Linked DNA regions of Capsicum annuum: region 1 is linked to region 2. Evidence: chromatin contacts called from public Hi-C data. All regions are on one chromosome and are shown on one strand. Each heading gives the region's core, a stretch centred on a gene start, on an enhancer-like site or on the middle of the called end of the contact. The rest is flanking DNA. Distances are from core to core; before and after follow the strand shown. Region 1 has its middle 70 kb from the start of LOC124898304. Region 2 has its middle 15 kb from the start of LOC124898304.

Region 1 (5,103 bases), core at 1,343-3,842, 84 kb after region 2:
TATGGTGCACTGGCGGTGTCCCCAACTTCTTCAATATTAACCCGCAAGATGAAACAATAGCATCATAAGGTGAATGAGAGTGTTGTAGGAGACGGATGACCTCAGTAGAATCAGTCTCAATTTCCAGAGGGCTAGTTTAATAGTCTCTTGCTAGTATGAGGCCTTGTTCAAGTGCCTGTAATTAGCCATAGTATAGCTATGAGGAGGAGTATTCATGGCATATCACACTACCCAATTTCTTGCTTCATCATGGATAACACCTCCAATACCAGCTTTGTTAGAGTTTTGTTTGAAAACTCTATCTGTGTTTATCTTATAATGGCCCCTTTTGGGAGGATGCCATTAAACTTGGACAAGGGTGCTTCTGCTGGAAGGAGTGGTATGATTAGAGTAAGAGAATTCAGAGGCACAATAATAACATATGTGAGGTATAAAGGGGGGAAAGGGTGTTTGGGAGTAGGTTGAAAGAGATGAGCATTACGATTCAATTAAATAAACCCTAAGGTGAAACGGTAGAAATAGTCTAGGGAAGTCTAGTGTTTGATATGGGAACATTTAAGTTGTTAAGATTTAGGATCCAGTGGGTGGAAGCTGTAAGAATTCCATGCATGTTGAGCCCTATGTCTAACCAATATTTCTTGGCTGATGGACATTCAAAAAAGAAATGGTGGATGGTTTCCTATGAGCACAAGGGGCATGAAGCATTAAGAATGATTCCTATGTAAGAGAGATATGAGTTGGTGGGAAGTTTCTCATGAGAGCACAACCATAGGAAAAATTTAATTTTTAGAAGTGTAGGCAAAGTCCAAATCCAATGAAAGGAGTAAGGTAGGGGTATGAGGGGGATTACCAGATAGATATGGGCAAAGAGATTTAGTGGTAAATATACCGTTAGAGTTTAGGGCCCAGTAGGGAGCATCTGGAACATGAGGTCGAAGAGACAAAAATGTTACCTTTTGTAAGATTTCCAAGTGTTAAGTAATGGGGAGCTTATTCCAATTCCATCCGTTATAATGTGATCCTTGTCCAAGAACTCTTCCATAATCTTCACAGAAGTCGTAGTTCTAAGCCAAACATACTTCTTAAAATCCATATCGAAAAAGACTTTGATCGTCTCGAATAGTCTTTCGTCCACCTCACACTAAGTTACTTTAAATTTTTGTCTAAAATTACCATCTCATTCTATATTATATTAGTACTAGCAACATTGCGGTGTTAGTTAATGGGACCAGAACTCACTTCTTCTCTCCATCACGAGGGATACGCAAGAGGGAGCCTATGTGCCCATATATTTTTATTCTATGTTTAGAGGTTCTCTCAAATTATATAAACCATAAAGTTGATATCCTCAAATGGGATCCCATTACCATCTCCAGTAGGGGCCCTCATTTCTCATACCTTTTCTTCACAGGTGATTTAACTCTTATAGCTAAAGCTAACACTAAGACTATTCATACTATCCATCATGTCCTTTTTACCTTCTGTAGTCTCTCAGGCCAGCGGGTTAATGCTACCAAATATAGAGCTGTTTTCTCCCCTACCTGTAATACCGATATTTGTGCGTCCTTTTTACCTTCTGTAGTCTCTCAGGTCAGCGGGTTAATGCTACCAAATCTAGAGCTGTTTTCTCCCCTGCCTGTAATACCAATATTTGTGCTTTGGTTCACCAACTGCTAAACATTAACAAATCAATAAATTTTTGATGTTACTTGGGTTTCCCAATATTACAAAAGAAACCCACACCTAAAGATTTCCAGTATCTAATTGACAATTTCCGTAATAAACTTGCAACCTGGAAAGTCCATTATCTTGATTAATCAAGTTGGTCGTCTGACCCTTATTCGATCCTTCCTTAATGCCATCCCAACTTATTCCATGCAATACTTCCTCCTCCCTCTTTTGACTTACAAGCAAATTGATAAAATCTAAAGGGGTTTTTTATGGGGTACCAGTTCGAAAAAAAGAAGCTACATTATGCTAATTGGAATACTGTCGCATCTCCTAAAAGTAAAGGGGGGTTGGGGCTGCTCAAAGCCGAAGATAAGAACCTATCCCTCCCTTTCAATCTCTCTTGGCGGTTATTTAGTGTTCCTACTACCCTTTGGGACTCCACTCTAATCCAAAGGTATGGAAGCAGTAGGGCCCACGCAAGGTCTTCTTTTATCTGGAACAATATTCTCATAGGAGGGAACTTATGTACAAACCGTATCACTTGGGCTCCTGGGATGGGCCATATGATTAATTTATAGAATTTTAGATGGCTCCCCAGTTCCCCCTCTCTTAGATCCCTAATCCATGGTCCTCTCACCCAACAAGAACACCGTCTTAAACTCTGTGATGTTTGGTCAAATAACGGATGGAATTGGAGTAAGCTCTCTATTATTTAATACTGAAAGGTGGAAGAAACGAGTGTTTGCATCACCTTCGCTATGCTAGTCAACTCTAGAACGAATCTTCCAATGATCTTCCGTTATAAGAATAGAGTTATAATCATTGATAAGGTTTTTCTCTAGAGTTTTAAGGAAGAAACTAAAAGGATACTACTTTGAGAGCACTCCAGCTAGAAACTTGTTTCTTAAAATCCATAGAGGCATTAGTGAAGCTTTTCCCTTGCCAGGTACTGGTAACTATGCCCCTAAAGACAGGATGAGAGGGCCAATAGCCTTCTATACGAAAGTTCTTGGTCAAAAGAGTATAAATATTATAGGTGAGACGAATGAGGAGAGGATGATGATCGGAATACATTTTGGGAAGGTAAGTAACTGAAGCATTGGATTAATAACGTAACTAAGGGTGGTTAGCAAACCTTCGATCCAATTGTTCTAAAATTAACCCTCTTTGTTTTTTCTGACGGTTAGACCATGTGAAGCGGCAACCCTTAAAACCTAGATCGATAAGATTACACTGGGTAATACATCATTGAAATCTAGAGCCACGAGTATGATTTAGGGTATTTTTCCCCATTTATCTTGGTGGGACAAAATCTCATTGAAATCTCCAACTATACTCTAAAGATCAGTAGTTGAATAGGGATGTAAGCTCCTAGAGATTGCTAGTAGATTTTGCCAGAGAAGTTGACATTTAAGAGAGTTAGTACTAGCGTAAAATACACTCAAACATCAAGTTTTATGATTTGGGAGTACCTTTATCATGGCATGTAATTCTTGGTCAGAGTAGCTAAGGTGAGTTACAATAATAAAGTCAGTGTTCCAAAGGAGAAGATTGTGAAGCAGCTGGTGGTTCATGTAGTTTGCCATGGCCAGCTGCATCCCCTCCATTATCAACTGCAAAAGAAAGCTCAGATTTTGGATAATGATCAGGGTGTTCACTCCATGAATGTCCATGGTTAGGAAGACTGCTTAATCCTTTAATGCATGCTCAATTCAAGATTGGGTTTGATGACTGGGAAGGATTATTTGAGTCGCTACCACAAAAGAGTGTTGAGCTACTTGTGGAGGGAGATGTGGGTGAGTGATCATGACTAAAGATGGGAGAGTAATTTTGTGGAGTGGACTTATGGATATTTTTGTTTGTTGAGTAGAATCAATTGATGAAGCATTGTTGTAGATGTCTAAAGTCTTGGTTATATCAAAGGTGGAGTGAGAGTTTTTGTATGATGATTGCATATCTTTTAGTTGAGATATATAGGGTCCAGGATTGGTTATAGGGATTAGAGTAGTATCAGATGGAGGGAGTGAGGAAGGATTATAATTTTCAATTTGCAGGTTCTTTTGGCGAGAAGACGATGCCATTTGGCATAGCCCTTTTTCCATTTGGAAATTATTTTTGATTGGAGGGGAGTAATTTCTTTCTACGTAGCCTAAACAGCTGGCAGTAGGAGCATAAAGGGCTAGATTACAGCTGGACAAGCTGGGAGAGTGGGACACATTTCTCACATGCATCTGTTTTAAGAGAGCGCGTCAATTCTCGTTAGTAACACAGATGCAGCTGGTTGGGAATGGTTTTCTTTAGGGTGTAATGATGTATGAATTTCGTTCAAGATATATTAAGATGGCTCTGCTAATTCCCCATAGGTTTGGTCTAAGGGAGCAAATTTATTAGGTGTAGAGAGAGGAGCGGGTATAACATTAGTAGCATGCATGTGGCAGTGTAACTTGGAAGATGAAGAGTTAGAAATAGAACCACTAGTAGGTTTGAAAGCTAATTTCTAGGTATAAAGGAATTTACCTGTCTCTGCAGAATTTTTTTAACATCAGTACCTGTTGATTCCTTGTGAGATTCTGACCTTACCCGAGGAATGAGATCTTTTAGATGGAGTGACCTTAGCATTTTTCTTGAAAGACACCGTGTGCCATTCCTCAGTCTGGACGGATGGAGTCTGTTCTTTGTTAGAATTGGCTTTTTTTGTTGTTGTTAACCAGATGGCTGAGTTGCTTTTGAAGGGTGAGGATAATTTTTTTGGACATGGCCAAGTCGACCTCAGTTTTTGTAGAGGAAATCATCTCCTTCATATACTAAGTGTTGTAGATATAAACTGATTCTGATTTGGGTGGTAAAAGGTTCCTCTAAGGAAACTCCAACACAATCTGGCATAACTTTCTCATAAAGTGGAACTCGTACATCTATCAACCTTCAGTAATTTACCTATCACTCAACCGATTTGTTGGAGTTGTGTGCTGTCATAATACTCTGTTGGGAGGTGAGACAGCCTAATCCAAATGGCAGAATAGGTTTGTTTTGCGTTTTGAGGCGGAAATAGGGTTCCCCTTTTCTGGCTGATAATTGGTGACCATTAATGAACCAAGGGCCGTTTAGTAGGGCATTATCCATGTTTTCATTAAGAGAGAATTCAATGATGTAATAGTCAAGTCCCAAGTCAATGAGAGGAAAATTTTTGAATGACTTCCATAGTTCTTGAATTTTTAATTTTAGATATTGATGTAAGATTCGTTTGCCTAATAGTTTAATGACAAGGGACGTTTTTCTTGGTGCATAAAGGCGTTCTTTATCATGTGATGTGAGGGAAATTGATTTAATGCTATTGATGATTTCAACTGTAGCTAAAGAAGGAGTTTCAGTTCTATCTTTGTTTGAAGTATGATTGATCATGTCAAGATCAATGATGGATTCAGTGGATAATAG
Region 2 (4,902 bases), core at 2,240-4,739:
ATTTGTGCAGTTTTGAATAGTTAAATGTCATATTTGTGTAGTTTTGAATAGTTAAAGGTCATATTTGTGTACTGTCAAAATTTAAGGTCATATTTATGTATTATGCTCTTAGATTTTAAGCTGAATGCGCCCAGTTTTGCGTGTTAAATATGCATTTTACCACGTAGGATTGAAGGTCATATTTGTGCACTTTTGAATAGTTAAAGGTCATAATTTTGCACCGTCAAAATTTAAGATCAAAGTTATAATTTGATGTAAAATTCAAAATTTAAGATCAAAGTTATAATTTGATATAAAGTTTAGGATTATTTTTATGTGTTCACTCTAAAAAAATATCTCCATAAATTATGCAGGTATTAAAGAATCAAAAATATTTCTGTACTTTAATTTATTGACTAAGTTTATCCTTAATTATATTATTGGATCAAATATACTTTTACTGTTGTGAAATTTAATAAAAATATTCCTTGATCAAATATACTTTTACTGTTGTGAAATTTAATAAAAATATTCCTTTTTTTATCGATTGTTGAACCTGACCTGTTAAATTCCAACGTGGCATTATATTTGAGTGAAATAAAAATAATCCTCTTTTTAACGGTTGTCCAATATAAGCTGTTAAATTCCAACGCGGCATTACATTTGAGTGAAACAAAAATAATCCTTTTTTTTTTAACAATTGTTCAACATGATCTGTTAAATTTCAACGTGGCATTACATTTGGGGTGGGGTGGATACTACGTGATGCCACCTCAGCACCAAATTCTTTTTCTTTTTCATTTTAAATTTTTCTTCTTTTTTCTTTTCCCTTCTTCCATCAAGACCCGGATTTGACAATCTCTTTATCGTCTTCAATGGCAGAAAAAGTTTCAAAATAGCAAACTGAAAAGAATTAACACTGAAACCCCCTCCCAAAGTCACACCTTTTCACCATTAACCCTCTTAATTTTCAAGAAAATACCGCTTCCCAAATACTGCAAGACAACCCATTATCAAAATAAAAGAACTCCTCCAAAAATCCTCACCTACACCCACATACCAAAATCCAAGCAACCAACTTTAACAAGAACATACAACTTTAGAACACCAAGAAACAGTTCATTAGAATAAAATGTACAGCCACTAAAATCAGCAAAATTGTGCAAATGGATCCAAAACAGTTGAACAGTAATAAATATTAACGTGTAGTACAGAAAGTGGGGCAAGAGAAGTTGGGTATATGAGAAGTTACGGTGCTCAATCGGTTCATCACAGCTGGCGGAGGTGGTGGTGATGGTAGAGGAGGTGAGAATGATGGATCTGCTGGGTTTCAAATCTGGCAACGGTGATGGCAGCGATGGTTGTAGCAGAGACGGAGAAGGCGACTATAGTGGATTTGGTCGGAAGTTTGGATTTATTTAATTAGATAAAAGAAAAAATGAAAGAAAAAGGAAAAAAAAAAATTACGAATCAAAATTTTGGTGGAGGCGGCATGCCACAAAACACTTATCTCACTCAAATATAATGTCACGTTGAAATTTAATTGGCCATGTTTGACTATAGTTAAAAAGAGAAATAATTATTTTAAGTTTCTTAACGAAAAAAATACACTTGATACAATAGTACGACTAGAGGTAAATTTAATCACTAAATTAAGGTAGAGGAATATTTTTGATCATTTTCGTTTATGATGATGTTGTATAATAAGAGTAAAAGAGCAAACAGGAGTTCGTCAACACGTCTATTTATTGATTCATTCAACTGCTTACTTCGTGATTTTATTATGTCATTCTTAATTAGTCATTACTGTATATTATTTAAGTATTACAAAAATAATAATATTTAATAAAAAAATAAAATAAATATTTATGACATGTTAGTTTTAGTCGTAATTTTATTATATCACAAGTAATTAATTATTTTAAGTCATCTAAATATTAAAAAAAATTATAAAATTATTTAAGCATTAAAAATTAATAATATCTAATGTTAAATTAACTTGACGTATTATATGAGGTCCATTTAATTTTTTTTTTTACAATTATTTTTTGTAATAATTTTGCTATATCACTTTTTTTTTTACAATTATTTTTTGTAATAATTTTGCTATATCACTTTTAATTAGTTGTTGTAAGTCATTTAACACATGTCTGCTTCGCTACTTCAACCGTGATCTTAGTATATCATTTCTAATTAATTATTATGATAATCTAAGCATTAACTTAAATTGAAATAGAAGAAAAAATATTGTAAATCACAATAATTTAAAATTTAAATTATTTTAAAAATATAATTGACTATTAATGTTACAAAAGTTTGGATAAGGAGATTAACATATGAATGTATTGTAAATTACAATAGTTAAAAATTTAAAAACCTACAAAAATTAATTAATCTGTTATATATTACAAAATAATACGTAAAAATACTATATATCACAATAATTAACAACCTAAAAAATTTAAATGATTTGATTGACTCTCGAAATCATATAAATATCACTTAAATTGAAACAGAAGAAAATTATTAATCACAATAATTTAAAACTTAAATTTAAAAAAAAATATATATAATTGACTATCAATGACACAAAAGTTTGGCTAGGAAGAGGAGTGTCTATTATTTCTAAATTATATTAAAAATATTATAAATTACAATAGTTAACAACTTAAAATATTTAAAAACATATTAAAATATGATTGATTATCTAAATTCTATTTCTGTCGTATAAATTAAGACAAAAAAAATATATACTGAGCCTGTGTTATTTGAAAATGGTAATATATGCCCACCAAATTTTGCTTTTCACGCTCTTTATTAATTTATACATTTGTACAGTTAAATTTTCAAAAATTTTGATCGTGAATTAAATTTTCAAACGAAACTATATATTTGAATAATAAATCACAATAATTGCTAATTTAAAATACTTCAAGAATTTATGTAAAAATTATTTTGAAAAATAAATTTATTTAAATTTCAAAATTCAAAAAATGTCATATTAATTAATATAATTATTGTCATAATATTAATTTGAAATAAATATTGAATAGTGCTTTACACGGACTTCTTGTAACTAGTTATGGAATAAAAATATAAGTATTAAACTAAAATTAACAAAAATGCCCTCACGCTGCTTCAATTTATTTCTTCTTTTGTTTTTTCTTGAAAAAAATAAGGAAAAAAAATAAGAAGTTAAAAGGAGAAATAATATCTATGCTATTTGTTTTTTTTTTTTTCACTATGTTTTTTATGGAGTAAAATTTGACTAGAAACGCGTGGCACTATGAGGAGAATCAACATAAGGATCTGTTATGACAATAAGTACAGAAGGTGTGAGAAATCTTTCTCAAGTTAATGGCAGCAAAAGTGCCTTCACATAAGGGATAAGAACTCAATGGATCGTCAACCTCGATGACATATGAAGCACAAATAGGAGATCAATTTATTAGCCTGCTCTTATACGCAGACAAATTTGTACAGAGCTGAGCAGTGTAGGAATTATTCGTTGGTTTAGTAGCGGGTCGAACACGTGTTGCACACGTGCCACGACATCAAATGTTTTAATTCTTTTAGGGTTATACCGTCGAATTTTAATTAGCCAAAGCTTAATATTATAATATATAAATAGTTTCCTCATTTTTTAAAGAATATGAGTATCTGTTATCTTGCTCAATATTATGATTTTTTTCGGTCTTCAAGTAATTTTTATTCCTGACTATTTATCTAGTTTAGTGGTAATCTTATTCCGTCAATAACTCGGTCAACATGGGGTTGATCTTGAATGTCCTCATTTTTGCTCCGGGCTTTCTTGGATTAGTTTGTTTTATTTGTCTTATTTCGTTTACTGTATACTTTGTTCATTTTCATTATCACCTAATTATAATCGAACTGCTAGTAAATCAAACCTAAAACAAAGTTAGATCGTAGTGCATGCATGTGTCTCACCTGCAATTTTAAGTGTTTCAAATCCATGATAAATAATTTGCATTGCTAATTTTTACCTAACTAATAAAAATATATTGAATATGTTGTTGTTGTTTGTTTTAATTTCACCTAACTTATATTCGATCAAACAATCTTTATAGTTTAACTATTATATTTTTTTGTTGTATTTTTCAGTTATGTAGTCGTAAACGTCGAGAGAAGTTATAACTCGTTATTCCTCTTAAACTAATTTCAGTAGACTTAAACAACTCGTTAATCCATATCAATTTTTTAGTGGGAACAGACTAAAAACTTTTTAACAACTTTAATCTCTTTTCCAAATAAGGCTTGCCAAATACACCCTTAAGGACCCTTGTCATTGAGTGGGGTTATTCATAATAATGCGTTTTTTTATTTCAGCGTCTGATATAGACTTGCAACTATAACCACAAGATTTTTCTTTTTTACCCGTGTGGGGTTTTAATGTACTTTACCACAATAATCGAGGTTAACTTACAGTCCATCTCTTCTAAAACTAGTTAGAAAAAATTACATATATTAACAACCTTAAAACATTAATTATAAGTAATAGTAATAGTTTAAACCAGTTAACGGGATCGGGTCAGGTCAATTCGAAATTGACCTGTCACTTTTAACCGGGTTGTGGGCTGGTCTAATTTCGGGCTTGGTTTAACGAGCCGGTCCAGTTCCGAGCCAACAGTAAATTTTCAAGAGATAACTCGGGATCGGTCCATTACACCTAACTCAGGTAAACCCAGTCAAAACCGGTTACAAAAAAAAATAAAAATTAAAAGTTTTTCTCCAATATACACTATATATACCAATCTATATACATTTTAAATACGTTAAACAATATATATACACTCTATATATAGTATATACTACATTAGAATTTAAAAAACATATACACGTATACACAATTACACATGTAATCATGTATACGACTATGTGTTAATTAAATATATATACTACTTT

The links. A called contact is a pair of places that touch in the nucleus more often than the background predicts.
Region 1: a contact with region 2 is called in a Hi-C map of leaf, with 1.7 times the contacts expected there. The contact joins two enhancer-like sites. A contact is called at or near these places in 2 of 5 Hi-C or Micro-C datasets (bud and leaf).

Annotation. Positions count from the first base shown.
Region 1 is chr1:158,210,174-158,215,276 of UCD10Xv1.1, forward strand. No RefSeq gene overlaps it. Among protein-coding and RNA genes, the nearest start is that of LOC124898304, 70 kb to the left of the region's middle. Within about 2 kb of position 2,593, at least 4 of the 5 cell types and tissues checked have an H3K27ac peak or open chromatin away from gene starts, as enhancers often do. A contact at or near this core is called in bud and leaf, where this site is marked.
Region 2 is chr1:158,124,817-158,129,718 of UCD10Xv1.1, forward strand. No RefSeq gene overlaps it. Among protein-coding and RNA genes, the nearest start is that of LOC124898304, 15 kb to the right of the region's middle. Within about 2 kb of position 3,490, at least 5 of the 5 cell types and tissues checked have an H3K27ac peak or open chromatin away from gene starts, as enhancers often do. A contact at or near this core is called in bud and leaf, where this site is marked.